Regions from separate parts of the Mus musculus genome. Here all the other regions are linked to region 3. A link is a contact called in public HiCAR-type and promoter capture Hi-C data. All regions are on one chromosome and are shown on one strand. The core of a region is the stretch at or near the end of the contact, and the rest is flanking DNA. Distances in the headings are between cores, read along the strand shown.

The links. Promoter capture Hi-C pulls out the DNA fragments that hold promoters and counts their contacts. HiCAR-type assays count read pairs that join an accessible place to other places. Capture Hi-C pulls out chosen DNA fragments and counts their contacts.
Region 1: a promoter capture Hi-C map of pre-B cells shows a contact between it and region 3, with 4 times the contacts expected there. The contact joins the promoter of Rnf170 here to the promoter of Gins4 in region 3. A contact is called at or near these places in 3 of 39 promoter capture datasets (hippocampal neurons, neutrophils and pre-B cells).
Region 2: a promoter capture Hi-C map of pre-B cells shows a contact between it and region 3, with 6 times the contacts expected there. The contact joins the promoter of Bag4 here to the promoter of Gins4 in region 3. A contact is called at or near these places in 2 of 39 promoter capture datasets (liver and pre-B cells) and 1 of 115 datasets of contacts at active chromatin or transcription factors (large pre-B cells).
Region 4: a promoter capture Hi-C map of adipose tissue shows a contact between it and region 3, with 4 times the contacts expected there. The contact joins the promoter of Hgsnat here to the promoter of Gins4 in region 3. A contact is called at or near these places in 1 of 39 promoter capture datasets (liver) and 2 of 9 other capture datasets (adipose tissue and liver).
Region 5: a HiCAR-type map of astrocytes shows a contact between it and region 3, with 9 times the contacts expected there. The contact joins the promoter of Fnta here to the promoter of Gins4 in region 3. A contact is called at or near these places in 1 of 39 promoter capture datasets (pre-B cells) and 1 of 115 datasets of contacts at active chromatin or transcription factors (astrocytes).
Region 6: a contact with region 3 is called in a promoter capture Hi-C map of pre-B cells, with 7 times the contacts expected there. The contact joins the promoter of D830025C05Rik here to the promoter of Gins4 in region 3. A contact is called at or near these places in 6 of 39 promoter capture datasets (cranial neural crest, embryonic stem cells, hippocampal neurons and 2 more) and 1 of 115 datasets of contacts at active chromatin or transcription factors (large pre-B cells).

The regions. Positions count from the first base shown.
Region 1 is chr8:26,117,834-26,122,509 of GRCm38.p6, forward strand. Rnf170 (ring finger protein 170) reads left to right here and starts at 1,535. Exons shown (of 8, transcript NM_029965.4): 1 at 1,535-1,767; 2 at 2,607-2,730. It overlaps Hook3 (hook microtubule tethering protein 3), which reads right to left and starts at 1,391. Exons shown (of 22, transcript NM_207659.3): 1 at 1,125-1,391. The coding sequence starts at 1,181.
Region 2 is chr8:25,783,524-25,788,485 of GRCm38.p6, forward strand. Bag4 (BCL2-associated athanogene 4) reads right to left here and starts at 1,686. Exons shown (of 5, transcript NM_026121.3): 1 at 1,376-1,686. The coding sequence starts at 1,648. It overlaps Lsm1 (LSM1 homolog, mRNA degradation associated), which reads left to right and starts at 2,068. Exons shown (of 4, transcript NM_026032.1): 1 at 2,068-2,194. The coding sequence starts at 2,149.
Region 3 is chr8:23,235,458-23,240,423 of GRCm38.p6, forward strand. It overlaps Gins4 (GINS complex subunit 4 (Sld5 homolog)), which reads right to left and starts at 2,211. Exons shown (of 8, transcript NM_024240.6): 1 at 2,013-2,211; 2 at 1,523-1,642. The coding sequence starts at 1,618. Gm39141 (a long non-coding RNA gene) reads left to right here and starts at 2,323. Exons shown (of 3, transcript XR_870246.2): 1 at 2,323-2,411.
Region 4 is chr8:25,973,347-25,978,065 of GRCm38.p6, forward strand. It overlaps Hgsnat (heparan-alpha-glucosaminide N-acetyltransferase), which reads right to left and starts at 3,398. Exons shown (of 18, transcript NM_029884.1): 1 at 3,179-3,398. The coding sequence starts at 3,365.
Region 5 is chr8:26,013,992-26,018,734 of GRCm38.p6, forward strand. It overlaps Fnta (farnesyltransferase, CAAX box, alpha), which reads right to left and starts at 1,619. Exons shown (of 9, transcript NM_008033.4): 1 at 1,390-1,619. The coding sequence starts at 1,589.
Region 6 is chr8:25,594,940-25,599,399 of GRCm38.p6, forward strand. It overlaps D830025C05Rik (a long non-coding RNA gene), which reads left to right and starts at 1,544. Exons shown (of 1, transcript XR_003947362.1): 1 at 1,544-4,268. Letm2 (leucine zipper-EF-hand containing transmembrane protein 2) reads right to left here and starts at 2,557. Exons shown (of 11, transcript NM_001364069.1): 1 at 2,336-2,557; 2 at 1,423-1,506. The coding sequence starts at 1,469.

The DNA.
Region 1 (4,676 bases), core at 285-2,784, 2.9 Mb after region 3:
TAAGGCACTGTTCAGTAGAATTTTTTGCTATTTGCATTTTACCTTTAAAGTGACTAAGACCAGGAGATGAACAGCTTAGTGGTAGAGCCTTCCCTTAAAATGCAGGAGGCCCAAATACTACCATCTCCCCCAATAAGCAAACAAAATTAACATGTATCACAATAGCCACTGTAAATGTATCTGGGTTCTTCTAAAAAGGACAGCTAACATTTCTAGCAGTAAGTAAAATGAATGTTCCTGGTTTATCCCATGGCTCTGCATATATGCCTGGACCTACCTCCAACCAGCATATGAAAACCAGAAACAAACACGGTTAACTGTCCAGCTAATGAAAAGGGCCGTTTAAGCCATGACTATTGACAAAATCCTGCATGTTTACTTGAAAATTCGATAACCTTAACCCTCATCAATTCCAAATTAGAATCTCATGGTGCTTTAAAAATGTGTTTCAGTTCCATTACGAAATCCCTCAATTTTTCCAGTTCAACATTTTTATCGTTGGTTCCTTTTATAGGTACCATCACATCGTTTATAACAGTCAAAATGCATCTCGCGTTTTAAATGTTTTGCCTCTGAGTGATTCTTCATGTTTTGTCTATCCACCCTGCCAATGTACTATTTTCCAATGGGCAGGGCTTCATCCATCCCTCAAGGGGCTACACTCCATCCTGGCTGAACGCTACAACAAAGGCGAGCAGCATCGCTTAACTAGGGGGTCCCGACTGCCTCTACCGGGCGCCCAGGCAGAACCAACGCTTTGGATCACTGGGAGCTTGGGAGCGAAACGCCAGCGCCTCATCAAGGCAAACAGTCCTAATTACAGTGTCGCCTGCACCCCATCATTAGCCCCCACCGGGCAGGTTTCCTCTCGGACAGCAGCCAACATCTCAGGCCGGACAAGTTCCTCCTGGACCCTGGGCCCAGCCTGCCTGAGCCCGGCCTCTCCCTGCTGACCCTGACCCGGCCGCGGGTGTAGACGCGGCCGCACCGGCTACTCAGCTCCGCCCGTCCCAAGCCCCGGATGTGACGGCAGGTCGCCCCGGGGCGTTCGCCCCCCGGGACGAGCACCGGTGTCCGCGAAAAGGTGGCGGAGCTTTCCCACCGGCCCGCTGCCCACCACGTACCCAAGTGAGCAGGCTCTCGCACAGCTCCACCCGCTCCACAGACTCCACGTTAAACATCTTCCTGGGGTGGCCGCAGCGTCTCCCTTCAACCAACCAGAAGCCGCGGCCGCTCGGCTCGGGGTTTGAGTCCGAAGGGGTCAGGCAGCAGACCGGGCGTCTGGCGGACCTTCTCTTCCGTCCGTCCGCTCCCGGGGCGCGGACGCTGGCAATCGCTCCGCACTGTCACCAGCCCCTCCTTCCCTCGCTCGGGGCCGCGCACTCCCTTGCGCGCACCCGGCGCCGCCAGCCCACGCCCTCTTGCGCGAGCGCCGCGCCCCGCCGCGCCGCGTAGCGCGAGTCCCGAGGTCCGAGGGCCACTGCGCACGCTCGCGCTCGCTCAGCCCCGCCCCTAGAGGCGCGCTCCCAGAGCCAGTCCAAGGCCCGCGGGCGCGCGCCCCGGCCGGGCCCTGCGGTGGCGGCCGGTCTGTGTGTCTCTCCAGTCCGCTCACCCTCGCCGGGGCTCCGCACTGCGCGTGCGCTGACGCCGGCGCTCTGGCTTAAGAAGCCGCCTGTAGTTTGCACGGGAGGAGTAGCTAGGTAGTCCCCGGAAATGAGCTCTATGCCGACCCGCCGACTGGCCCGGTAGTTCCTCGGCCGCGACGAGGTACGCGCCCCCCTCTCCGGCCGCGGGCGTGTGCCAGGCCACGCCCCCGCACGGGCGGGCCGGGGACCCGCGGACTGCGGGACTCGGCGCGGTGGCGGTGGGGGGAGCTGCGGGACCGCGCGAGGGTAGGCTCCGCGCCCACCGCTTCCCTCCGGAAGCCGGAGCGCAGCCTTCCCTGAGTCGCCGGAGCCTGCCCAGAGTCTCCCTCCGGGCGAAGGTGGAACGGCTGACGTGGGCGCGTCTCGGAGGCTGGGGGCCGGTTTGGCCCGGCTGTGGGGAGCCCGGCGTTCCTCCTTGGAGCCCCCTTCTCCCACAAAAAACTTTACCCAAAGTGACAGAGGGTGGACGCCAGTTCCCCAGTGCGTAAGGACCCTTGCTGTTCCTAAGGCCTGCTTCTTGTGCTAGGAGTTGGCTTCATTGAGGTGCATCCTTGCCCGACTTTCGATTTTTTTTTTTTAATACAAGCCTTGTAGAAGGTTTCATATACGTTTTTAAGTCGCATGCAGAACAGTGCGTAGCAGTACATGTTTGAGGAATATTAATAAAATGAATTGCCACATTCCCAAGAGTTCTTCCATCCATACCATCTCTAATCTGATTTTTGTGATAGGCACTTACTTTATTTTAAAAGCTTTCCCTTTTAGCTTTTTAACCAGATGACTATGCATGTAGTATAATTTTCCTTTGTTTGATTTTGAACTTTTATGAATGGATATGTATTGTGGCTTTGGCTTTTAAATAATATTAAATTATCTGCAAAAATCCCATGATTGTCTAATATCCTATTGTGTGACTACAGCCTTGTACCCGTTCTACTATTGATGTGCACTTTGTTCCAGCTTAGGGCGTCTAAGAATAATGCTATAATAAACAGTCGACCTTAATGCAAAGATATTGGCGTTTCCAAGACAACAAGATACAAGATATATGCTTTGGAGTCCTAGGAGAATCTTGGATTCAAAGGTATGCATAACCACCAGATCATGCAGTCTTTGATTAGCAGTGCCTGGGAAGAAGTTATCTTCCCAGGGCACACCTTCACTTTTTTTTTTTTTTTCTTCAGTTCCTGGGGACTTCTTTCCCATTTGAAGTTGGTTTTCTCGCTGAGCTTTTAGGATTTCAAAAAAACATTGAGTTTTTGTTTTGTTTTGCTTGCGTGGTTGGCTGTGTGTGTGTGTGTGTGTGTGTGTGTGTGTGTGTGTGTAGCCCTGGCAATTCTGGAACCTGCTCTGCAGACCCGGCTGGCCTCAAACTCAGAGATCTGCCTGCCTCTGCCTCCTGATTGCTGGGATCAAAGGCTTACCACCGCTGGCAGCATTAAATTTTTTAAAATGATCCTTTTATCGACTACTGCTTGATGATCACATGTAATCGATCGTTTCATAGATTCGAAAAATCTTGGGCTGAGGAGGTAGTGCTAGATTCACTACCCTAGCAAACACCAATCTTTGGTACCAAAAATAAGCAAATAAATAACTGTATCTGAAGCCTTCTCAAAGGTTTTTCCTGCGAACATTCTTCTTAACAGGAGCAGAGATACCTTGAGAAATCCTAACTTTGAATCTCCTGTTCTTATGGTATCTATGTGGGTGCCTCTGGATCTTTGTCAGACTAGAGGTCCAGCATTCCATGCTGAAATGTTTCTGTAGAACCGGTGTCACCTTTCAGTGACTAAAGCTGATTAGGTAAACAGATAGTAAGTGTAGATTACATTGACTTCGGCCTTGCCTTTAGCTTCACGGCCACAGGTTTTAGCCATTTGGGAGGGACTGTGGTATCTGTAACCACTTGGGCTTTCAAAAGCTGTGATACAGTGGTGATAAAGTATGTCTTTTCAAATCTGTGAGTCTGCAGTGTTTTTATGCCCTGTGTAGCATTACTGGTTTATTTTATGCTTCTAATTACTTTTCGGGGCAGAAATGATATTAAGAACTCCTTGATAACGATTACAGAAGCCATCTGACCATCAGGATGCTATATGAACCCGGGGCAGGGGAGGGGGACGGGGGAGTTGGGTGAGGACCCGTTTTTTCTTTGTTATAGGAAATCTTAGTATTCCTACTAGAAAAGGGTAGCCCTTTCCATGACAGTGTTAGAAAAAGACCCAAGAGAGGGGAGTGGGCCTTTCCTGAGCTGTCTTTGTAGGCCTTGCCCAGATGGAGGTTAGTTCTCAGCTACAGCAGTCTGAGAGTTCAGGGGAAGATGGTGCTGCTGTTCCATATGACAGATTTTGGATTTGGTTGTGAGCACACATGTCAGAAACAGATAAGCATGTATGTGTCATTCCAAAATTAGACTTTATTGAATAACAATAAATACACAAGGTTCGGTGACATTTGTTATATAATCCTACCTACTTTGATAATCTGGCTGAGGGAAAAGTAGGTTTTCTTTTATTCCAGTCTTAATTAGTAACATTAACTCTCCTATGATATATCACAAGGCACAGGTAACTAGCTGTGTGTGTGTGTGTGTGTGTGTGTGTGTGTGTGTGTGTGTTTTAAAGATTTATTTATTAAATGTAAGCACACTGTTGCTGTCCTCAGACACTCCAGAAGAGGGCATCAGATCTTGTTACAGATGGTTGTGAGCCACCATGTGGTTGCCGGGACCTGAACTTCAGACCTTCGGAAGAGCAGTCGGGTGCTCTTACCCACTGAGCCATCTCACCAGCCCGTGTGTGTTTTTAATGTGCATTGGAGTTCAAAAGATTTCAGAAAAGGGCCGAGAGAAACTGTACTGATAGATAATTGACCTCTTCTGGTGTGTCTGAAGACAGCGACAGTGTACTCACATACATAAAATAAATAAGTAATTCTTTTAAAAATTAAGAAATAAAATAAAAACAGCCATATGAACTGCCACCTGAAGCTGGGGGAGAAGAGCATTTGAAATCTAAGGATAGGCCA
Region 2 (4,962 bases), core at 436-2,935, 2.5 Mb after region 3:
TTAATCCAGCAACCAGTTGATAACTGTACCAGTTATTTCTAATTTTTGGCCATTATCACTAATGATGTTAAAAAGATGTATTAAATAGTATATGGACATGTTTTCCTTTGTTGTGGTGGTGGTGGTTGTTGTTCATTTTTTGAGACAGGGTCTCACCACGTTGTCCAGGCTGTCCTGGAACTCATTATGTCCATGTGAACCAGGCTGGCTAGTCTGCCTCAGCCTCCTGGGTACTGAGATTAAACACACCAGCCCTTGTTTTTTGTTTGTTTTGTTTTGTTTTTTTGTTTTTTGTTTTTTTTTCAAGACAGGGTTTCTCTGTGTAGCCCTGGCTGTCCAGGAACTCACTTTGTAGACCAGGCTGGCCTCAAACTCAGAAATCCGGCTGCCTCCCAAGTGTTGGGATCAAAGGCATGCGCCGCCACCACCAGCAGACTTTTTTTTTGTCGTTTTTTGTTTTTTCAGCCCTTGTTTTCTATTTCTTGAGTATACTTACAAGTAGACCTGCTAGATCATAAATTAACTCTCTGTCAGAAGTTTTAGGAACGACCCAGCTATTTTCCAAAGCACTGTACTATTTTACAATCCCGTCGTGGATATGTGAGAATTTTATAATTAATTTTCTGCAAGTAAGAATGTTACAAAGGCCAAAAGATGTGTGCCACCATCCTAGAATGATAGCCCCATACGAAGATAAAATAGAAACACACTTTTGGCATGTATGCAAGCAACAAAATGTTACAGGTCCAAACATACTAAGCAAGTCGGTCTCTCAGAGCCTTCTCCATTCAAAAATTGGGAAGCATTAATAACATCTGTCTTGCAGTCTTGCGATGATTAAATAGAACATTAAGGTACTTTGCAACATTGATCCCTCCTGATTCAATTCCAGGCAAAGCTTTAGTGATAAGGAACTAAGTGATCAGCCCGCCCCGTTTCGATCCCTTCCCCGTGGGAGGGGCTGCTGAGTAAGGGCTGGGGCTGCAGCTCCCCGAGCCACGCAGGATAAATTGTTACAGCCCAATCACGCTAACCTACGCTCTCGGGAAAGAGATCCTGCAGCCTGCTACTAAGCTTAGGAAGTCAGCGCAGAATATTTTTTCGTTTTTTTTTTTCGTGGTTAACAAGAACACTTATGATGGCTGAAGTTAAAAAAAAAAGCAAAAACAAACAAACAAACAAACAAAACGAAGGGACAAATGGAACCCAAGCCTAGCTCCCCTCGCATCTCTGGTCCTCGTCTCTGCACCGTCCCCAAAAGAAGAACAAATCAGAGACCCGAGTCCTAACAGACCCTAAGTATAAAACCCCCAAATGTCCTCACCTCTGCCCAAGACTTCCCGACTGGAGCCCCGGAAAAGACTTCGAAGCTTACCTGGTGGCCTCCCCCGGCTCTGCTCGCTTCTGCCCAGGCGCCTCCCGAGGGGTAGTAGCCATCGCCACCTGCGCCTTCGCCCGGCCAGGTGGTCTCGGCCGGGGCGCCCCCGCGCCCTCGCCAGGAAACCGGAGGCTGGGGAGGCTCCGGACGAAGAGGGGGGTATAAGGGCGGAGGTACGTGCACCGGGACATCGCCTCCCCCGGGCCCGTAGTAGCGGCCGTAAGAAGGGCCGTCACTGGGGCCGTAGCCCGAGCGCCTCAGGGCCGACATGGGCTCCGCTGCCGCGAAGCGCTTCCCGCCCCCCACGACCGTCCCATTGCGCAGGCGCCTGCGGGAGGCCGCTATTGGCGAGCGGCGGAGGGGGATAGGACGGCTACAGCCAATCCCGAGCCGGTCCCGCCCCTTGCACGCCGAGCGCGGAACGGTCATGGACGGTACGGGTCAATCCGGGCCTCGGGTCGGGAAAGCGAGGCGAGGGGCAGCGCTCGTCACGCGTGAGGAAACGCCTATCCTCCGCCCTTCCGACCTGGACTTCACTGCACTGACTGGAGGGGAAGAGAACGTGGTCGGCCACCGACTGGCAACACGCCCGGCACGCCTCTTTCGGCGGACGGGCAGGCGATACCGGAAGTGGGTGGGGTCACCTGAAACGCTTCCGGCGACTAGCGGTGTCTGAGCTGCAGGTGAGCGGCCGGTTCCCGTCCGCGTCCCGCCGACGGGCGACTGGACGCCCTCGCGGCCGTCCGGTGCAGCCTTGCGAGAGCTCAAACATGAACTATATGCCCGGCACCGCCAGCCTCATCGAGGACATCGACAGTGAGTACCTAACCTCTCCCTCGGGGGAAGCCTGGTGTGGGACCCCTTTTCGAGTGGGCGTCCCTCGACAAGGGCCCAGAGAGTGATCTCTGGGCCCGGGCGGGGTGGTTCTGCCTTCACAGCCTCGGACGGAGCCTTTTCCCAAGCTGCCTTCTCTGTCCTTGAGCGGGTAACACCTCCCCGCCCCCCGCCCCCCAAGCTGTGAAACGCCTTCCGAGGGGCGCAGCATCCGACTTGGGAACGTGAAGGGCAGAGCACGCGAAGGAAGTCGCCTGAGCCACTTCGCGTTCCCAAGTCGGATGCTGCGCCCCTCGTAAGGCGTTTGACAGTGAATGGATGGAGATTGCTTCTAGAAAGGACTCACCAGACCCGACAACAGCAGTTGAATTTAATTAGCAGAGAACGTAGGCTTTCTGTTGTATAGCCACTAGCACTCTCCTTTTTCTGTAAGGGTCATTAGCACTTTCAGATTAAAGTTGTAGAGACAGGTGCCGGACGTAATAACGGGATTTTCTGCGAATGCTAAGTCACTTCAAACTTACTCTTTTCTGTTTGACAGTTTTGCTTTTACTAAAAGGAGGTTAGTCCTGTAAAAATAAAGAGGTTACAATTTCGGTTTTAAAAGGTTTAATTTATTGTGTATTTATGTCTCGTCTACATGTAATTAAACCACGGGCATATTGGTATCCACGAAGCCAGATGACTTTCTCTTCTTGGGATCCTCTGGAATTGGAGTTATGGACCGAGTTACAGAGTCACAGTGTGGGTGCTGAGAAAGGAACTCAGATCTTCTGCAAGAGCAACACGTGCTCTTCTGAACCATCTCTCCAGCCTCCACTTTCATTCCCCCGCCCCGAATTCTTACCTGTGTATGATTCCTTGAATATAACTTTTTTTTTTTTTTGGTTTTTCGAGACAGGGTTTCTCTGTATAGCCCTGGCTGATCTGGAACTCACCTTGTACACCAGGCTGGCCTGGAACTCAGAAATCTTCCTGCCTTTGCCTCCCAAGTGCTGGGATGAATATAACTTTTAAAGCAGCATTAAAAAAACAAACAAACAAACAAAAAAAAAAAACCGCTGTATATGAGCATGTATGTATGTGCATTGCGAGCTTGCCTGGTGCTGGAGAGAACAGAAGAGGGTACTGGGTCCTCTGGAAGACCAGACAATACTCTTTAGCACTGAGCCATCTCTCAGGTCTATAATCAGCATTTTAAAATCATTTTAATACTGTGACTTTTCAAAAGCAAAATGATTTACAACTTCAAACAAGTAAAAATGTTTTGTGTGAGTTTGCAAATTAGAGAGCAGCTGTGATTATATAGACTGGGATAAACATATTAAAGTTTGCTCATATATTACAGGTATAGATATTAATATATATTTATATGTGTATTATAGCTGCATACACATATACACTACTTTATAAGCCTATCTATGAAGTGTGATGAAATACTCTTAGTGGAACTTTTTGCCTTCACCTTTCCTTAGATACGTGAATTACCGAAGCTTCTAACAACAAGTCTGCTATCTTACTAAACGCGCTTGTGTTCTCAAGCCTTCTTGGACTTTGTGGATCTCAGACCCTTTCATTTGATATACAACCTTTAGAACGTGTCTGTCCCAGTCTTTATGGGGCCTTTTGGTTTTTTCGAGTTGTTTTTGTTGTTATTGCTTGTTTTTGTTTTGTTTGTTCTTGGGTTGAGACAGGATCTCTCCATGATCCTGGCTATCCTAGAATGCCCCTGCCTCTGCTCTCCCTTGCTCTGATTTAAGATAGGTGCCATCATGCCTGGTTCAGCTATGCTTGAGTCTTCTAGCTCAGATATAGCTCAGTGGTGTGTCTCCATCAGACTCGCATCCCTTCCTGAGTACCCCAGTGCACTGCAGCTTTGACTCTGCTGACCATCTTTGTCTAGATTTTGCTGTCAGAAGCTTTGGGGTTTTGTTCTTTTTTTTTTTATTGGTTTGGTTCATTTTTGAAAGGGCAGCCACCAGGCTGGCCCCTTTAAATCATAGCATTCCTTCTGTCTCTGTTTGTAAAATTCTGGGGTTACTGTGTATTGGTGGCTCAAATCCCAGTACTCAGGAGGCAAAGGCAGGCAGATCACTGTGAGTTCCAGGCCAGCCTGGTCTACGAAGTGAGTTCCAGGACAACCAGAGCTGTTACACAGATAAGCCTTGTCTCCAAAAACAAACAAACAAAAATTCTGGGGTTAAAGACATGGGCCACCTTGCCTAGCTTTGGCTTGAAGATATGTATATATATATAAATTTTTTTAAAGATGTATTTAGTATCTATAAGTATCTTGTAGCTGTCTTCAGACACATCAAAAGAGGGCACCAGATCTCATTACAGATGGTTGTGAGCCACCATGTGGTTGCTGAGAATTGAACTCAGGACCTCTGGAAAAGCAGACAGTGCTCTTAACCGCTGAGCCATCTCCAGCCCAAAGGTGTAATATTTTTAAAGATTTATTTATATTCATGTGTATCTTTTTTCCTATGAATTTTTAGAGATTATTTACTTACTGTTTATATGTTTGTGCCTACATGAATAATGAATTTATATGAAGTGCATGTGTGCAGGATGCAGAAGGAGGGCCTGGATATGGAGTTAAAAAGAGCCACCTCATGGTGTATAAGAGAAGCAGTGTTCTTCACTGTTGAGCCAGTTTTCTAGCCCCTCGCCCCTCGAAGCTGTATTCATAGTTATAAATATAAGGCCTTCCTTTTAAGTGCAGCTGTACATTGTGTTGTGTGTTT
Region 3 (4,966 bases), core at 961-3,460:
CAAGGAGAGACCAGCCAGCCAGGACACTGACCTCAGCCTCTTACACACAGTAAAACCCTGGGGAAGCCACTCATCTGTTTGATTATACAGTCCAACCAAACAAACACAATCACCGAAATGAGAAACTCTGCACTGTAAGAAAGACCCAATGAACCTTTTATTTTTTTAAAGTTTAGTCAAAGTACAATTACATCATCCCCTCTTCCTCTCCTCCCTCCAATGCCAACCATATCCCCCGACTCCATCTCAAAATTCATGGCCTCTTTTAAATTATTGTTACCTATATATACAAATAAATGCATAGATAGAACCTGCTGGATTCATGCGGTGTTGCTCGTCTGTCTGTTTTCAGGGATGGCCATTTGGCACTGGATAACCATTTAGGGACCTCATCCCGAGGAAGACTAATAATCTTCCTCTCTCAGCTGTCGTTATTCGTCTGCAGCTCACTTAGGGGTGGGGCCTTGTGAGGTTCCCCATCCGTGTTGGAATGCCATTGTCATTCATTGTTTGGGTCCTGTCTAAGCAGCAATATTCCTGAGCTCTCATGGGCACAGCCTCCCTGACATATAGAGAGGATAACCCTGCAGCAGATGTCCTGGTCCTCTGTCTCTTCCTGCTCTCTCTTCTTTGGCGTTCCCTGAGCCTTGGTTGTAGGGGCTATGTTGTAGAGGTATCCACTGGAGGTGGGTACCCATGGTCAACTGTCCTCTAAAGAACACTCAATAGTATACGCCATGAATGTCCCAGAACTTATAGGGCAACACAGTGCATGCTTTTACTGCCAGCACACAGAGGGCAGAGGCAGGTGAACTCTGAGAGTTCAAGACCGGCCAGTGATGCATAGTGAGGCCCTATCTCAAAAACAAACTTAAAACAAACAAACAAAAAGCAAAAACAAAACCTAAAAAACCCCAAGCATGTTCAGAATTCCTAAACTACCCGAGGTTCATGAGAAGATATTATTGAAGGAGGAGGAGGAGGAGGAGGAGGAGGAAAAGAAGGAGGAGGGGAAGAAGAAGAAGAAGAAGAAGAAGAAGGAGAAGGAGAAGGAGAAGGAGAAAGAAGGAGAAGGAGAAGAAGAAGAAGAAGACGACGACGACAACAACAACTATGCAAGAAATAATCACTGCTATTATGACCAAAAGGGATGGCAATTTCTTGTTAGAGCAGATATCTTCCAATGGGGGAGGAAACAGAGGAAGAGACTACTATAGAGAAATGGCATGCTTCTCTACAGATCACACACATCTTTACGTCCTCAAAATAGCACAGCAGAGCATTGCTTTGTGAAACATTCTACTACATGTGTCCAAAGCCTACTTTTACTAGCCATCCTTGAAGACTGACAAGATGAGACTCCTAAAGAAGGCCCTGCTTTCTGGCTTCCTATTTTTATGCAGATGTTACAAACACTGCTCTTTGGAAACAAATCTTCTGTTTCCTTATTTTCTGAGCCGTGGTACTGCACACCTGGAGTAAGTTAAGAGCTAAGAACACGGGACATATTTGGGGTGCTTACCTGCTCCAGCTTTTCAATGAGCTCTGCAGGAGTTAGGACCATCTCCTCACTACCCCCATCAGAGTCCTGTCCGTGGAGATCCAGAACCTCCGTCATCGTTTCTCAACCGGGAACCTACACCTGAAAAATAAACCAACACCCTGAAAAGCTTCTCCCACTTACTTGCAAGAAAAGGCATTTAGGGACAAGTTTATTGGGGCTGAAGGGGGTGCACTGGCCAGGGATGGCGAAATCAGAGACTGATTTTTCAGTGTTGGGTTTAGTCCCTTGGTCGGTTTCTCTCCTAATCTTTCCCGCTGCATGGGCCTGGACCTGGGCAGATACCACACTAAACCGCAATGCTCCTTGTCGTCGCCAGGAGCAGCGTTTTGCCTCAGTGGCCCAGGAGCCCATTCGGTTCAAATGAGAAAAGTGCATCGTGTCAAGTGCTCGGCACATCGCGTCCTCAGCTGCAACTGACCCGGGGTCGCTTGGACACTCCAGCGCTCACCTCGCAGTTGGCACTCAAAGCGGCTACACGGCTCAGGGATCCCTCTTCCCTTCTCTCCTAGCCGGCACGCTCGGGGGACACCACGGACTGAGGCTCCCCGAGCGGTGGGCGCCGGAGATCGCGCGGAAAGCCCGCGGCCCACAGACCCGACCAGCAGCGGTACAGCTCCCGCGCTCCTTTCCCCAAACACAGCGTCGACAGGAAAACGTCTCCGCGCTGCGGGAGCACTAACCAATCAGGCCCAGGGGAAAGCGGACACACGCCCCTTGGCCCCGCCTACCCCGGGGCGGGCTCTTGCCGAGCTATAGAACATACTTCCGGAAGGCGGGGAAGGAGGCCGGGAGTGAAGTGCCGGGTGGCACCGTCTCGGGACGGCCACGTGGGGGCGTTCGGCTCACAGTAAGGAAACCAGGCAGCGCCGTCTTGTGGCGAATCGGTACAGGGCCCAGTTCCTTCCTTCCTTTAACATTTACTGTGTGTGGGTTGGTTCCATTGCCAAACCTGTTCACAGATTCATATATGTGTGTTGAAACTACATTTAAGAGACTCACTCCATTGTCCTTCCTTTACATTTTTTTTTTGCGCAGAGTTGTTCTCTAATGTTATTTGAGTTGTTCTTTTTGGTGATGAAAGAATGCCTACTGACTTTCTAGGATTCTACCTTTTTAGTGAGTGTGAATGCAATATACGCATGTGGTACATGCTCAGGTCACGATCGCATAGCAAGTGCTGTTACCCACTGAGCCCCCTTAAGATTATTTTTATAGATATATTTCCTTATTTTCATGTATGTTAGTATGTGTGCTTGCACATGAGTGTGGTGCCAGCTGAGGACAGAAGAATGCACTGGATCCTGATGGAGCTCATAACATGTGGTTATGAGCTGTTCCACATGGGTACCGACAACCAAACTCCAGTCCTCTGGTTTAGAGCAAGTGCTCTAAACCAATGAGCTATCTATCTCTCCAGCCCCTAGCCCCTTATATTTTTTAAGTGCCAAACTTCCTAATTAGCTTCAGAGATGGAATCAGATTGCAAATTTTTATAGTTTTATATACCTATAAATTATGCATCCTGACATATTACTACTTGAAAGAGTAAGAAATAACAGAGGATTGAGCCGGGTGTGGTGGCACAGGCCTCTAAGCCCAGCACTTGGGAGGCAGAGGCAGGTGGATTTCTGAGTTTGAGGCCAGCCTGGTCTACAGAGTGAGTTCCAGGACAGCCAAGGCTACACAGAGAAACCCTATCTCGAAAAACAAAAACAAAACCACAACAACAACAAAAAGAAATAACAGGACTAATAGAAAGTTATGGAAATTTGAATTTGTGGTAGCCTAAAGATTCTTGGTATTATACCTATTTTTTAAATTAAAATGATTTGTATAGATGGGAGCGGGGGAATGTGGTGCAGTGGTACAGTACAATCTTAGCATTTAACCTGGGTCCAGTCCCCAGCAACTAAGTAAAACAAAATCTCTTTCTACAGTTTATCACTGACGTACAAAAAATTTTCATTATTTATTTTTATTTGATACAGGGCCTCATCATGTAACTCTGACGAACCTGGAACTTGTTATGTAGAGCAGATTAGCCTCAAACTCATAAAGATCCACCCACCTCTGCCTCCTGGTGGCGTAAACATTTTAATATTCATCTGCTAACAGGATGCTTATATTTTGTTCCACATATCATTAGATTGATATTTTATTATCAAATAAGCATGGAACAGATAAAATAAATTACATCTGTAGAGTAGCCCAGAGTGATAAGAAATTAGCTTAGTGAGGTTGGTTATGAAGTTGTATTTTCTGAGACAAGAACCAGAAACCAGAAGCCTTGGCTGTTTGGTGTATTACAGCAGATTCTGTAGGCAGCTGTCATTCTAGAAACTGCTCCATCACAAGCTTCCGGCGTGACCTACAGAGAGTCCTGTGACTGCTTGAACTCACCCTGGGTGTTTGTCTATGAGAGGGGCTTGTCTTTGACTTTTACAGAAAGCGAGTAATACAGCTTTACCCTCAACACTGGGCCCTTCTTTACTTTCACTCACTTGTAAGTCAGGAAAGTTACTTTCCACACCTCTCCTTTCCTTTCTTTCCCTCTCCTTCTTTGTCTTTAACATTTCTAGGGGCGACAATCACTGCGGACAAGGCAATTTACAGACACATGCAAGGTGGTTTGCTCTACAGCCTGCCTCCACAACCCCTGCTAATCTAACTATGTTGTCCTGGATGGCCTTGAACTCACAGAGATCCGCTGCTTCTACTGGAATTAGCCACCATACCCAACATACAAGTTGTTTCGTGGGAGCATTACCTAGACATTTTCAAACGTATAGAAAATAAAAAAAGCCACATATTACAAGTACAGGGAGCAGAGCGTAGCCCAGTACAGAGAGCCTGTCTGATACATCCAAGGCTCAGGTGTGATGCCTTGCACTAGTGGTGGCTTTCAGATACACTCCTTGAAACATCCATGCAAACAGGAACTGGAGTATGAGACTGGGTGAGCTGTACATGCTAATCTTTAACTGGAAAGCGGTTGCACGTTTGCAGTCTGAGTAAGTTCCTGGGCATTTGGTAGATGTCAGATTAGTAGTTACCGAGACATTTTGCATATGAATTTGGCTCATGTCTTTTTTTTTGTTGTTGTTTTTTTGTTTTTTTGGAGACAGGGTTTCTCTGTATAGCCCTGGCTGTCCTGGAGCTCACTTTGTAGCTTGAACTCAGAAATCCGCCTGCCTCTGCCTCCTGAGTGCTGGGATTAAAGGCGTGCCTATGAACTAGTCTGAAATGAGGTCAGAGAACACATGTGTGATCAAGAACCATATGCTAGCAGTCAGTGCGTCGTTTCTTAGGGCTCCTCTTTGCCTTTTCTTATGTATGTATGTATGTATGTATGTATGTATGTATGTATTTATTTTTTGGTTTTTCGAGACAGGGTTTCTCTGT
Region 4 (4,719 bases), core at 2,148-4,647, 2.7 Mb after region 3:
GTTTTGTTTTGTTCGCCCATGTCCACAGCTATTCAGTGAACTCACTGATCTGAACCAAGAGTCTGTAATTCCCTCGTGTAGACGTCACCACCTTAGTTATTAGCTCTGCCCCAGCGGCTTGTTAGAAGTGCAGACTGCAGCTCTATGTCTCCAAGGAGGGCAACAAGAGACATCAAAGGCCGCTGCTCTTCCAGAGGACACTAGTTTGACTCTCAGCACCCACATGAAACTCACAGCCATCTACAACTGCAGTTCCAGGAGCGCTTACATCCTCCTCTGGCCTCTGCGGGCACCAGGCACGCACAGGGTGCGGAGGCATACATGCAGGCAAAACCCCCACGTGCCTAAAGTAAAACAAGGAGACACAAGATGCAGATATGTATGGAAACGCTGACGGGCAATATCATCCGTGAATTCCAACCCAGTGGAATATTAAGACCAAGATCCAACCATGGCGCCCAACCTGACCACCAGCACTTAATACACAGCAAACAGCATTGGAGCATGACTGGACACTCTTGGACTACGTGATCCAGAACAGTCCAGCCTGCACCTACAGCTCTCCCAGAAGCACAACGATGACGAGATCATCTGCCCCCAGTGCTACACTCACCAGTTGCGTGCTGCAGCCACAACAACAGCCTCCAACCCAAGGCCACGCAAAGCCAAGAGCAGCTGCCAGAACTAACAGTGCAACCAAGTCAGACTTACACTGAGTGGAAGAAAAACCTAAATACAGACTGCAGCCCTCCCGAGTCACATGTGCAGGTGGGCGAGACTCCTGGGCCATTCTGCCTTGTAAAAGTTTGAGAACTCTTGCACCCCACCATTCTGGTGGAAGACTATGAACCTCCTCGCTTTAATGGCACATTTGAAAGGCATATGACGTGTATGACAAGACTGAAGGGCACTAAGACTCCCTGCTCCAGCATTCAATCAAGAGGTACTTGCTTGATGACATCATTAAGTTGGCACTCACTTAGGACTGGGGTGTCTCCTCTCACCACATAGACTCCAGGGACTCAACTCAAGCAGAGTTAGGCTTGACAACACATTTACATTACACACAAACACACACACACACACACACACACACACACACACACACACACAGCATTTAAAAATGAACTTCTGGGGCTGGAGAGCTGGCTCAGCAGTTAAGAGCACCAACTGCTCTTCCAGAGGTCCTGAGTTCACATCCCAGCAACCACATGGTGGCTCCCAACCATCTGTAATGGGATCTGATGCCCTCTTCTGATGTGTCTGATGACAGTGTACTCCTATACACAAAATAAATAAATAAAACTTAAAAAAAAGATGTCTTTAAAAAAAAGAATGAACATCTGTGAGCAAAGATTTTTTTTCCCCAAAAATAGCTTTTCAAAAATGTTAATACCATCTCAAAAGTACTGTGAAATTCCAGTCCTTTTCGGTGGGGCTGGAGTATGACATCTGCAGAGATCATAGACTCGTAGCTGGTAAGGATGACTGTCTTACTGTGTGCCACATCCTAACAGTCTTATACGATAGATTAGTCTTTTTTTCCCCCTCCTGTGGGGACTTCTCTGCACTGCAGTGATTGGCCTTGAATTGTTGGGTTCAAGATATCCTCCTGCCTCAGTCTCCCAAGTAGCTGGTGCTCCAGGCAGGCACCACTGTGTGACCTAGAGAGACCAACCAACTTGCTTTAGGTCCGACCTGCTGGGAGGTAGGTAGGAGTGGAGTTCAGTCAGGGGCAGTAGTTAACTCCTAGGTTACCACACTCCAGAAAGGACGCAAGCGTATCTGCTCTGTCCCTCCGGCCTCCACCAGCCCTTGGATTTCTCCCTCATCTTTCAGCTGGATAAAGAGAAAACAGCAATTTGAACATGTCCTCCCAAAGCTCACCACAGCCATTTACATATCCTGTGAGTTTTGGAATATTCGTTTAACGGCTTTCCTAAACCTAGGTATTCTTAGGGGTTTTGTTTGCTTGTTTATTTGTTTGATCTGTCATAATTTTCTTTTTCATTCCTCCTGTTAATTTTTTAAAATGTGTTTGGGTGCCTGGCCTGCATGTATGTATGTATGTATGTATGTATGTATGCATACCACATGAGTGCCTGGTACCCAAAGAAGCCAGAAGATGGCATCAGAACCCCTAGAACTTGAGTCATATGTGGTTGTGCCCTGACATGGGTAGGTGGTATCAAAGGGCAGCCAATTCTCTTAAGCTGGAGTCATCTATCCAGGCTACCTACCGTTCATTCTTGACAGTCTTCCTTTTCCAGTGAGAGTAACTCCCTGTGCAACTACTCTTCACCCTATACAACAGCATCCTTTCCTGGACAGAATGGCTGGATTTCTACTTCTTAGTCTTTAGTAGTATGTTTTACGCTTAGATTTGCCATGTGGGTTTTAGGCTCAGAAAGAGCTTGACATTGTTACTATATAATTTGGGAGCATGTAGAGTCCCTCAGGCCTAGCTGAACGTCAGAATTGCCCCCCCAGGAAGCTTCAAATAAGAGCAGCAGTGAAAAGTTCAAACACCCTGGCCAGACCCCAAACTCAGCAGGATTTTCTTTTAACTCTCTCCTCCCAAGGACGGGTTGTAATTGCAAATTGTAACTCACACCGTTCTTCGTGCTTTTTGCATTGTTTCAATGTCTTTTTTAAAGTTTGGAAGCTGAAGGGGTGTTCAACACAGGCACCACATTCCAATTTCTATACAGAAAAGGGGATGAGATGGATAGGAAAAAGGCAGGTGACATACCTTGCCAGGTGACAGGCCCTATCCCAAACAATGCATAAAGGTAAGGGGTGGGGGTTTGGGGTAGAAGTGGGTGTTCACTTGCCTCAGTCCTCGACCCAAACTATCCTCTCGATAGGAGTTTGTGAAATGGAGTTGCGGGACCCTATGAACCTTCAGACCTGAGTCAAGAGAAGTCCCAGAATTCCTATTTTTTCACCCTTCCCCCTGGTGAATTCGGAGACGGACAGAGCACCCAGCCCCAAGGTCCTTCAACTGAACCTGGGAAGCCAGACCCGGGTCGCGGCTCCTGCGACGCCGGCACTGCGGTCCACCCCAGCGTGGACCGGGCGCGACGCTCAAGTCCTGCGCCCCGCGGGCCGTGGGGAGGTCCGGGGCAGGCCCACGCACGGTCCCCGCTACCCCTAGCCGTGGGGGCCGCTCGCTCACCTGGCTCCGCCCGGCGGCCGGGGGCCAGCAGCGTGGCGCTCAGCACCGACCCGGCCAGCAGCAGCGCTGCCAGCGCCGGGCCCGCGCCCATGCCTCCCACAGCCTCTCTCCGGGAGTTGCGCTCTGTCCCCGCAGCCGAGCTGCGCTCTTCTGCCCGGCGCCTGCGCGAGCTCGACCCGCCCGTCATCGCCCGCTCCCGTGGCGTCACCGCTCCTGTCCCGCAGGGGATGGCGGGGAGAGGGCGGGGCCGCTCCCTCCTAGGCACGCCCCGCGGAAGCTTCCTAAGCCCCGCCCAGCTGGGAAAGCATGCGTCCAGCTAGTGTCCACCATAGGAGGGCAGCCAGGCTGTTTTCTACCCTCTGCACAGTGTTTCTGTCCCATCGGGAGAAAACCGCAAAAGAGTGGTCTTTGCTTTCCCAGTCATCCACTCCCTCACCATTCCCTGAACGTTCTAAATTCTTGCATCTTAGCCTTTCAACGTACAGATACGTGTTACTCACCTTCTAGGAGAGTCCTTAGTAAAAATGACTACAGAGCTTCCCCCTTACACGCACAAACTCTGGGCGTTCACTACCTAGAGTGAATGATACACCCCTTAAAAGGTCTCCTGTTTCTGGCCTTGCACAGGTTGCTGCCAGTCTGTGGAAGTTTAAGGTGTCCAGGGATGAGGACCTTATAAACCACACTGCTGTCTGTATTCCGGGAGAAACCATCACACGCGAAAGAGGGCAGGCATGATGTTTGTAATAAAATTGTAGTTGCAAAATCGTGTGGGCAATCTGAATGGCCGTCAACGAGACAGCATCGCGCCATGCAGCAGTGGAAATGAACAACAGATCTTCCCATTTCCACCTGTGAGAGGCTTCCATAGGATGATGAAGGGGAAACTGGTTGCACTTAGCTTTGTAATGAGTTTATTTACTTTTTTTGATGGACTCATTTACAAATTCAACTATGCAAAGAAACATACCAGCAACCTCATTTAAAGAATCACATTCTTTTGTTACTAAACACAACAGTGGTCAAAATTATAACGTATAGAATGGATCCCAAGATTTAATGGAAAAAAGAAAAAACAAAACAAAACACCCTGTGCTGAAAAGTTTCAGGTTCCAATGTCACTGAATCCAGTTCTGAACATGTTTCTTAATATTTCTTTGTAATGGATCCCCAGACTGGAGCACAACTGCCTTAGTGAAAGACCCATTCATGTTCTATAATCAGCATATAAAATGTAGCACCCACCAAAACTAAAACAAAGGCCTAAATCCATCAAAACCCATAGTTCTGGGAAAGTCTCTAAAGATAATAACCTTGGTTTTGGCTTTTGGCTAACTGTTCTTTTTAACTAGAGTATTGCAACACAGGGTATAGTGTTGTGCTAAAGAGTTCACCAGCTAATAAGGACTTCCTATTGGCTTAAACCCATATCCAAGTAGTCTTCTCTGGTGGACTCCCCCACAATATGTTAGAAATATGTTCTGGGTCACAAAGAAAGAGACCATCACTGCACCCGAAGTGTCTGGACAAGGCAAACTACT
Region 5 (4,743 bases), core at 369-2,868, 2.8 Mb after region 3:
AAAGTATCCAAGGTTTAACTTAAAAATTAGCCTCCCCCATTTACTTAGTAAGATTCTGGAGTTAGTATTTTTTTTTTAAACATGCATTTTAGTAGGAACTAACCTTTTAAACTCAAATTAGGACTGGGGATGTATCTCAGGAGGTAGAACACAGGCGCAAAGTCCTACATGTGATACTTCAACACTCCCCCCAAAGTCCAAGGAAGCATTATGAGTTATTGTCACTACAGAGGGACTTGTTAGGCAGAGGGAGGGCCTGGCATGTGGAGATGCCTGCCTAGCATGAGGGAGAGAAGGCTCTGGAATCTGACAGTTGCCTAAGCCAGAATATTAGCTTTACAACTTCCTGTGTGAAGTCATTAATCTGCCTGGATGTTGGTTTCTTCATTTATAAGATGAAGATAATGTTACCAGTCAACTTTGGAAGGCAACTTTGAGAAGGAATAATTTTGAGTACTTAAAACCTGCATAGCATACTGTATGCATGCTAACAATCCAGGGAACAGTCTCAAAACAACAGTATGACTGCAACAACTGGCACTTCTGGAGACTTCCATGAACTGCTCAGTGTGGCCAGCCTTGACTTACATTCTTTTCTTCTTCTCTATACTAATCAGTTACTGACAGCAGACATTTGTGGTACGCAGTTAACCTTGAAATTGCATCCCTTATGTAAGAATATGGGGAAAAGAATGACCTGCTAATTTTATATATATATATATATATACATATGTATGTATATATGTATATATATATATCCTATAGTTTGGAGAGAGGCACGGCAAACACGGTCATTTAGTTCTTCGGAAATCAGCCATCCGAAGAACATAATTCATAAATCAGAGGAAAGTTCTGAAGCTATGGGACCCCACAACCAATCTCAAGTCATCCAACTGCAGAAACCTCTATAATGCCTTTCACTCATTCCTGAAAGCCTGGCAAATGAGTCACCTAAAGGGTTTAGGTAGAACTACAAAAAACAGTAAGTACTTTTTGACAAGGAACTAGGGGACATGGAAAGGAAGACAGAAGGGATGTGCACAGTGGCCAAGATGAAGGAAAGGCAGGAAAGTTCTCTCCAGGCAGCAGAAGGCACGCAAAGGCCCGACAGTGTTTGTAAAGAGCAGATCTGGCCGCTTAAGTGACATTATCCCATAGCGAGCTGTCAAAAGGGCGCCTTTCGGATGATGCACGGCTCTCAGCAGGGCAGCACTGCGGGACCACGGAAGTGTCACCGCACCCTAGCTTCAGAAGAGCGCCGCCGCAGCCTGCGGCCACCCGGGGCTGCGCGGCGCGGACTCGGAGGGCGCCCCCGTCCGCCGAGCTGCGTCGTCGTCGCTCGCACTCAGCCCCGGGCCTCTGGCGCCGCGGCCCGCAGGAGGGCGTTACCTGTACAAGACATAGGTGGGCGAGTCCAGGCTCAGAAACCCGTCGTCCATAGGGGACGCCGCCGCTTCCCCGGCCTCAGCCGCCATCTCTTCTTCCTGCGGCTGCTGTGCTGGCGGCGGCGGAGGCGGGGGCGGCGGCTGCTCCGGCTGTCCCGGCTCGCCGCCTGCCGCAGATTCCCCGACCCCCTCGGTGGCCGCCATCTCGCCTCCGTCCGCAGCAGAGGTGGTGGTGGAGGCCCCGCCCCCTCCGCGGCCCGCCCCGCCCCCGGCGAGGCCCACTTCCGGTTCCTCGGGTCCTACCATAGAGGCGTGGGGTAGAGGGCCCGGCCCGGAGGCCTGGCCTGAATACCTACTGTCCTCGCTGCTGTGTTTCCAGGGCCCCCTTCCCGAATGCAGGTTTTCAGAGGCCTTTAGGTGCTAATTGGCAAGCAGTGTTATTAGTTGTTGTTTCCTTTGTTGGGTAACTTTTCTGTTTCCTTGCTTTTGTTTCTTTTTCAACGCTTAGGATGGAACCGGAAGACTTGCACATGCTAGGCATGTGCTCTACCACTGAGTTACATCTCCAGTCCCCAGCGGCCCCCTTCTTTTGGACCATCTTAGGAGTGTGAAGAATTGCAAACGGTGCACAGCCAGCCACCTCTTTCCCCCCTCAGGCTTCCACTTTAACCTTAAAAGGGTCTTTACATTCTTTCACACTTTACATGTTTTTCAGTGCTAGGCGTTTATATAATCCTATAATAAAATAGCAGCATTTTATTAATCCGGGGGGTGTCTTTGGAATTAAATTTGGATCTGTGCAGAACTCCTTTCTAAATATAGAGAATAGATATATTCAATTAACAAATATTTACTATACAATAGGCACCAGGTTCATTCGCAGCAGCGCAAAGACCATAGTGTCTGGTCACCATATATTCTAGGGAAGGTTCTTAAATCAGAACCGATTGAGGCAAAGTGGGAATAAAAGAGACAAATGTCTTTATAAGCATACTGTCCTTTAATTAGAAAAAAATCCAAGGATGGTCATGGGCCTTGGAGGTTTTATAGGGTAGAAAAGGGACTTTTGGGATTCCAACAGAGGTCGGTATGTGATCTTAGCTGAAGTTTCCCCACATCCTAATAGCCCACAGGTGTTATCAGTCAAACCAACTTTTCTGTGCTGAGTTTCTCAGTGCAGCTGTGCTAGTGATCAAACCCAGGATTTAGAAATGCTAGTATTGGCTGGGCAGTGGTGGCACATGCCTGTAATCCCAGCACTTAGGCAGAGGGGCAGAGGCAGAGGCGCAGAGGCAGAGGCAGAGGGGCAGAGGCAGAGGGGCAGAGGCAGAGGGGCAGAGGCAGAGGCAGAGGCAGAGGGGCAGAGGCAGAGGCAGAGGGGCAGAGGCAGAGGCAGGTGGATATATTATTTACTCATTACCTTGTGGTTTGTGTGTGTGTGTGTGTGTGAGAGAGAGAGAGAGAGAGAGAGAGAGAGAGAGAGAGAGAGAGAGAGAGAGAGAGAGAGAGAGAGAGAGAGAGAGAGAGAGAGAGAGAGAGAGAGAGACTGAGACTTACCTGCCAGAAGGGAGCCCACCTTTGGGGGAACTTAAAAGAAATTCCCTTTGTTCTCTGGATTCTCCCTTAAGACCTTCCATAGGTTGGGAACTAGGGTGGAATGGATTTGTATTTTCCAGTGCAGATGAAAGTTCTGTTTATTCGAAATGTATTCGGTAAGTGTCCACAACAAAGGAGCTCTTCCCCTCACTCAGTCCGTATCTAACAGGATCCAGCAGGCACACAGGAGTCCGAGGGAGAGGGGTCTCAGCAGCCGGGACTCTGAGATGACTAGGGGGAGGCTATCCTGTCCTGACTGCATTTTACTTTGCTTAGACAGTTCTCAGCCCCCTACCCTCCTCCCTCTAATGGTCACATCTGCCTTGACAATATGTTTGGGATTTCTATGGCCTAGATGTATCAGTCAAAGTAATTAGTAAACTGAAATAACTAGAAATGTCAAAAATAATTGACATGTTATATCTAAAATAATTACTATGCTCTGCCAGGAATAAATGTTTTAAGATCACACTGACTCCCATCTAACGTTGATGTAAACTAGTCTTTGCGGTTTCTGTCTTTAAGAGCCCTCTAACCCTAGCATGAGCACCAAGAGATTTCAGAGGCATAAGCCTGCTCTTGGTCTGACATCAATAAAAAGGACTTAAAACTTGTAAGTGGCTTACTCGGCATGATTGTTAAGAAGTATCTTTCATAGATCACTGCAGTTTGGATGAGAATGGCCTCCAGAGGCTCATGTTTGAATGCTTCCTCCCCAGTTGGTGGAGCTGTTTGGGAAGGATTAGGAGGTCTGGCCTTGTTGGAGTAGGTGCGGCTTTGTTGGAGGTATGTCACTGGTGATGGGCACTGAAATTTCAAAAATCTCACACCAGGCCCAATGAGATGGTTTGAATGAAAATGTACCCCCATAGTCTCATTAGGAAGTGTGACCTTGTTGGAAGTATGCCACTTGGGGGTGGGCTTTGAGATTTCAAAGTGTCTCTCTCTTCCTGCTGCCTTCCTGCACTCTCAGCTACTCTCCAGGACCATGTTTGCCTGCACACGCTGTGGCGATAATGGACTAAATCTCTGAACTGTAAGCCAGCCCCAAATAAATGTATTACTTTTAAAGAGTTGTCTTGGTCATGGTGTTTCTTCACAGCAGTGACGTTGACGAAGACACCCAGTCTTGAGTGTTCTCTCTCTCCCTGCGACTTGAAGATAGTTGTGACCTTTAAGCAGCTGGTCCAGCACCATTTTGCCTGCCAGTATCCTTCCTGTCATGATGTTCATGGACTGACACTGTTAGCAAGTTCTCAATTAAATGCTTCCTTTTATTTGTAGGAGTTGCCTTGGTTTTGGTGTTTCATCATGGCATTGTTGTAAGACCATGTATTTACTATTTTGGTGGCTCTCAAGGCATTATCTCAGAGAGTTGCTAAGAAGGACAATTTTTTCATTTTGATAGACTAGAGAGTGGCTCCAAAGGTGACTTTGAAGGGACTACAATATACTAAAATCAGGAGATATGACATTTTTATACAGTAAGTGGGGTTTCTGGAAGTTCTAGAAAATTACAGGTTTACAGCTGGGAATGGAGAAAAGCTATGTATATTTAAGTTTTAAGCATGCCTGTGGCCATTTTTACATTCTTATTGGCACTCTCTCTATAAAATGTTTTCTTTTTGTTGGCAAATTTTACCACAAATGTTGTGTTAGATTTCTTTTTCATTATGTCCAGGGGTATTTTGTCTGCATGTATGTCTGTGTACAACCTGCATGCCATGGAACTTGAGTTACAGATGGTTGCGAGCTGCCATGT
Region 6 (4,460 bases), core at 294-2,793, 2.4 Mb after region 3:
ACATCTAGTGGCCAGTGAGATAGTTCAAGGGTGTAAAAGCACTTGCTGTCAAACCCTGGTTAAATCCTTGGGACCCGGATGGTAGAAGGATAGAACTGACTTTCATAAGATGCCCTGTGATCTCCAAAAGGGTGTCAGGGGCATGCTCTTTTTGAGTAGTTAAGCAACAAAAAGATTTAAAATGTCTTATTAGAAAAAGTATCTATTCAAAAACATATTTCTGTCAGGGATGATATGACAGTACTGTCTCTACTCTCATAAAGTAGCCGAAGCTCTGACTGTTAGCTACTCTACTGACAACCAAGAACATTTTGATGAAACAACTTCATAGTCCCTGTGAGGATTAACCAATCAGGTGATACTGTTTTGTCCATGTGTCTATAGATTCCCTCAAAGGGATGAAATATAATCTCCCTGAAATTACTCAAGAGACTTTGAAAAATAGGAATTAGAATTGAGCACTTCGACCAATGGTTTTTATATTCTAATCCTGTAGTTAAGCTAGAACATAAATAAAACACAGCCAAGTAGAGATAGCACCAAGCAGCCAGTCAGTCAAGAGTGGTGCACACCTTTAAACCCAGCACTCAGGAGCAGAAGTGGGCAGATGCCTGAGTTGGAGGCCACCTTGGTCTAGAGTGAGTTCCAGGACATAGATACAAAACAAACAACAAAAACAAAACCCCAAGACAAACAAAAAGAAAAAGAAAGGAAGGAAGGAAGGAAGGAAGGAAGGAAGGAAGGAAGAAAAAAGAAAGAGAAAGAAAAAAGAAAGAGAGAAGGGGAGATTTTTGTTGTTGTTCTTGGCTAAAGGATGGCCTTTTCCCATTCTTTAATGCAATTTTTAAACATATCAAAATATAGCCTATAAATGGACAAAAGGAAAAATATACAATGAATGTGGCAAGTGGTGAGTGTTCAGTTAATCTTCTGAATGCACAAGTGAGATGACAAGGGACCTTAGACTGGAACATGTCCTGGGCTAAGCTTGTTTAAGAGCCATTTTACTTTTCCTTACACCTGAGGTCCTCGTGTAATCTTCATCAATAACAGAAATGCCACTCTAAAACTGTCTCATCTATTTTCCTCTATCATGTATTTCCAAAATTACTCAGCTTACATTCTAAAGCAGTTCAAATTAAAATATGTTCTTCCTTGAAATGTATTGAAAACTCAGCAAGGTTTTCTGTACTAAGCCAATCTTTTTGTTTTGTTGGTTACTTCCTTTATTTATTTATGTATATTTTTGAGACGGTCTTGATATGTAGCCCAGGCTGGCCTTGAACTCAGAGACCAGCCTGCCTCTGTCTCCTGAGTGCTGGGACTAAACGCATTTGTCACCACGTCTTTTACAACACATGTTTTTCATATAGATGCATGAGTTTATATACATTTTTTTTTGTGGGAAACTCCAAGCCTTACCTTGTCCAGAAAATAGCTAAGAATGAATTATAACTGTAGAAGGCCATGTTTATTTTTTTTGTTTCAACTAACCAACACAGAGACCTAGGCAAAAGAAGCAAACAATTTAGTATTTTAAAAAGGAATCAATTAAACATGAGAATTTAGGTGGTTTTTTTTTTTTTTTAAGAAAAACTAAGGCAAAGAGAGAGATTTGCATATTCAAGGTGTAAAATTTCCTTCAAGTTCATTTACAAAAGCCTCAGTATTTTCTTAGCTCTGGATTTGAAAATGGTACTTTTTCGATCCAAACACACAGAAATGGGTTCTAAGAAGATGATCCTGAAGACGATGTGGCCTCCAAAGGCTTTTTTTTTTTTAATTTTTTAAATTTCTGGTCAATAGTGTCTAATAATCTGCTGCGACGGTTAAAAGGAGAAAGACATCTTTATCTGTAACCAGAAAATACAAGTAGAAAGTAAGCACCCTGGATTCATTTACCACCAACCCAAAAGTCTAAAAGTTCTCACTAATTTCATGTGGGAACAGCGAAGACATAATGGTATCTACTAAAGGCTCAAGCGCAGATGCAGAATCTCCAGAGTCCGAACTAAGCTCTGTACCTTTAACTAAAACCGTTCTCCACCCCGAGCCGCTTCTCAGCTACTGGCATAACACTGCGATCTCGCAATCGTGCCGGAAGGAGGTTCCCCAGGCCCTCAACCCCACCCTATGGAAACCTCAGCTAAAAAGTAAACATCGCGAACCGGGCACAGCACCTCGGAAACCAGCCCCACCGCGGACAGCGCTCCTCCGGAGGGAGGCCGGGCCTGTTGCGGAGGCTCCCCAGCCCTTGGCCCCGGGGCTACGGGCCACTCCCAGGCAGTCTGCCCGGCGTTTCGGGGGAACCCCACGCCCAGCGCTGCGGGGTTACCTCTGCACCCCGCGCTCGCCGCACCGGTGCAAAAGGCGCCCTCGGCTCTCGGCCGGTAGTCTCCGCGGAAAGTGGGGAGGACTGCGGTGGGTCTGGGGATTGTTGGAGTGGGGTCAGGTACACCGTAGGGGAGAATGTCCAAAGTTTAGGGGAGAGATCGGGGTTGACGGGAGACGCCGAGGGAGCCCTTGTCCGCTGCGAGGTGACTAAGGCCCCAACCCTACCTTCCCAATTCCTCCCCGCCCCCACGCTAAAGGGGCCGGAAGCCCAGTCTCCATGGTTCCACCTCCTGCGCCTCGCCCTGTGACGTCACTCCGAGTGACGCCACTACCATCCAATGAGCTCTCAAATCCTGGGACTGGCTCGCGTCCTTCACGGCAGCCGCGCGGAAGGCAACAAGGTCCCCCGCACGAGCCCGCGAAGTCACTTCTGGGTCGGAGTTAGTTGAGGCAGCGTCTGTACTACAGGACCAAAGCTGCGTCCCCCCCCCCCCCCTGCCTGCCCACATTCTGTAGTCTAGCCAACTCCTCGAGAACTCCTTGAATGGAGGCCCTACCAGAGTAAGGTCTGATAGTAGCCTTTGTAACCCAAATTGGAGTCACTGATGACATCACTTTGATGATTCCGTTCCTCACCCTTTAGTCTCCGAAACTGCCTAGAGGTCTTGGGTTGGCGAAGGAGGTTGTGAGGTCCTGGTGGCAGAGGGGCAGCACTGAGAAAAAAAAAAAAAAAAAAAAAAAAAACCTTTCTTCTGCGGGGTCGAAGGCTGGAATGCTTCTGAAATCTTCATACGGAATTTGATTTTTCTCTTTAAAAAATGGTTTCATGTTGTCGCTTATCATTAGTTGTGTAGAAATCTCAACATTCAAAAATATATTCTAGAGTACTTGTTAAATAAGATAGGCATTGTGGGTTTGAGGACGTTTACGTTCCTAGGGCGGGCAACTAGCCATCTTGGGAAAGTTAAAGTTCTGAAAGCATTCTTGTTCCTATTTATCTGTTTTTTTTTTTTTCAATTTCTTTTTATTTTGCGGGGTTCTTATGTAACACGGGCTGGGCTGGAACTCAATAGGTAGTAGCAGAAAGTGGTCTTGAACCCTTGAACCACCTGCCTGCCTCCCCAGTGCTTAGTTACAAGTGTGTACCACTGCAGCCATCTTTGACTCTATATTTTAGTTTGCTTGCTTATTTATTTATTTAGAGACAGGGTTTCACGATGTAGGCCTGGCTGGCCCAGAACTCGTTATGTAGACCAGGCTTGCCTTGAACTCACAGAGATTCATTTGCCTGGTCCTCTAAATTGCTCAGATTTAAATGTGTGCACCACCATGCCTGGCTCGAGCTTTCTTCAACTTTTCTGAGAACTCTGATGATAAAATTATGAGCTGTACAAAATAGAATAAGTTTTGAGGGCTGGGCATGGTAGTGCATGCCTTTTATGCCAGTACTTAATAGACAAGACTGGCAGATCTGTGTGAGCTCAAGGTCACTCTGGTCTACAAAGTGAGTTCCAAGACAGCCAGGGCTACACAGTGGGATCCTGTTTCAAAAGAACTAAAAAAGAAAAGAAAAAAAGAAATGGAGGCCGTTTTTAATCCTAAAAAAAAAAAAAAAAAAAAAAGTATATTTCAACTAACCGAATGGACTACTTAAAATAAGCAAAACTTTTCAGTTTGGCCACTAGGGGTCCCTTTGTGCATGTCAGGCAATTTTCCACTAGGGGTTCTGTTTCACAGTCTGATCATAAAGAATTGAAATTTACAAAACTTAACTCCTCCTTCCCCGCCTTGAGACAGGGTCTCACCATGTAGCCCTGGCTGGCCTGGAACTCACTGTGTAGACCAGGCTAGTCTCGAACTCACTGAGATCCTCCTGGCTCCTGATTAAAGAGCTTATTATGTCCCATAATAAAGAGATTATGTCCCATGCTAAAGCTTCCCTCTCCTTGTTTTCTCGCTCTGATAATTCCAAGCTCTACAGTAATTATTTTAATATTTGTCAAATGCAAAAACATTCTTATCATTTTACAATGAAATATCTTATGGAAAAATTCTTATCCATGAATTATATTCACTTACAAGCAGGTACAGTAAAATGTATTATTTAAAAGCCAGATGAACTATCC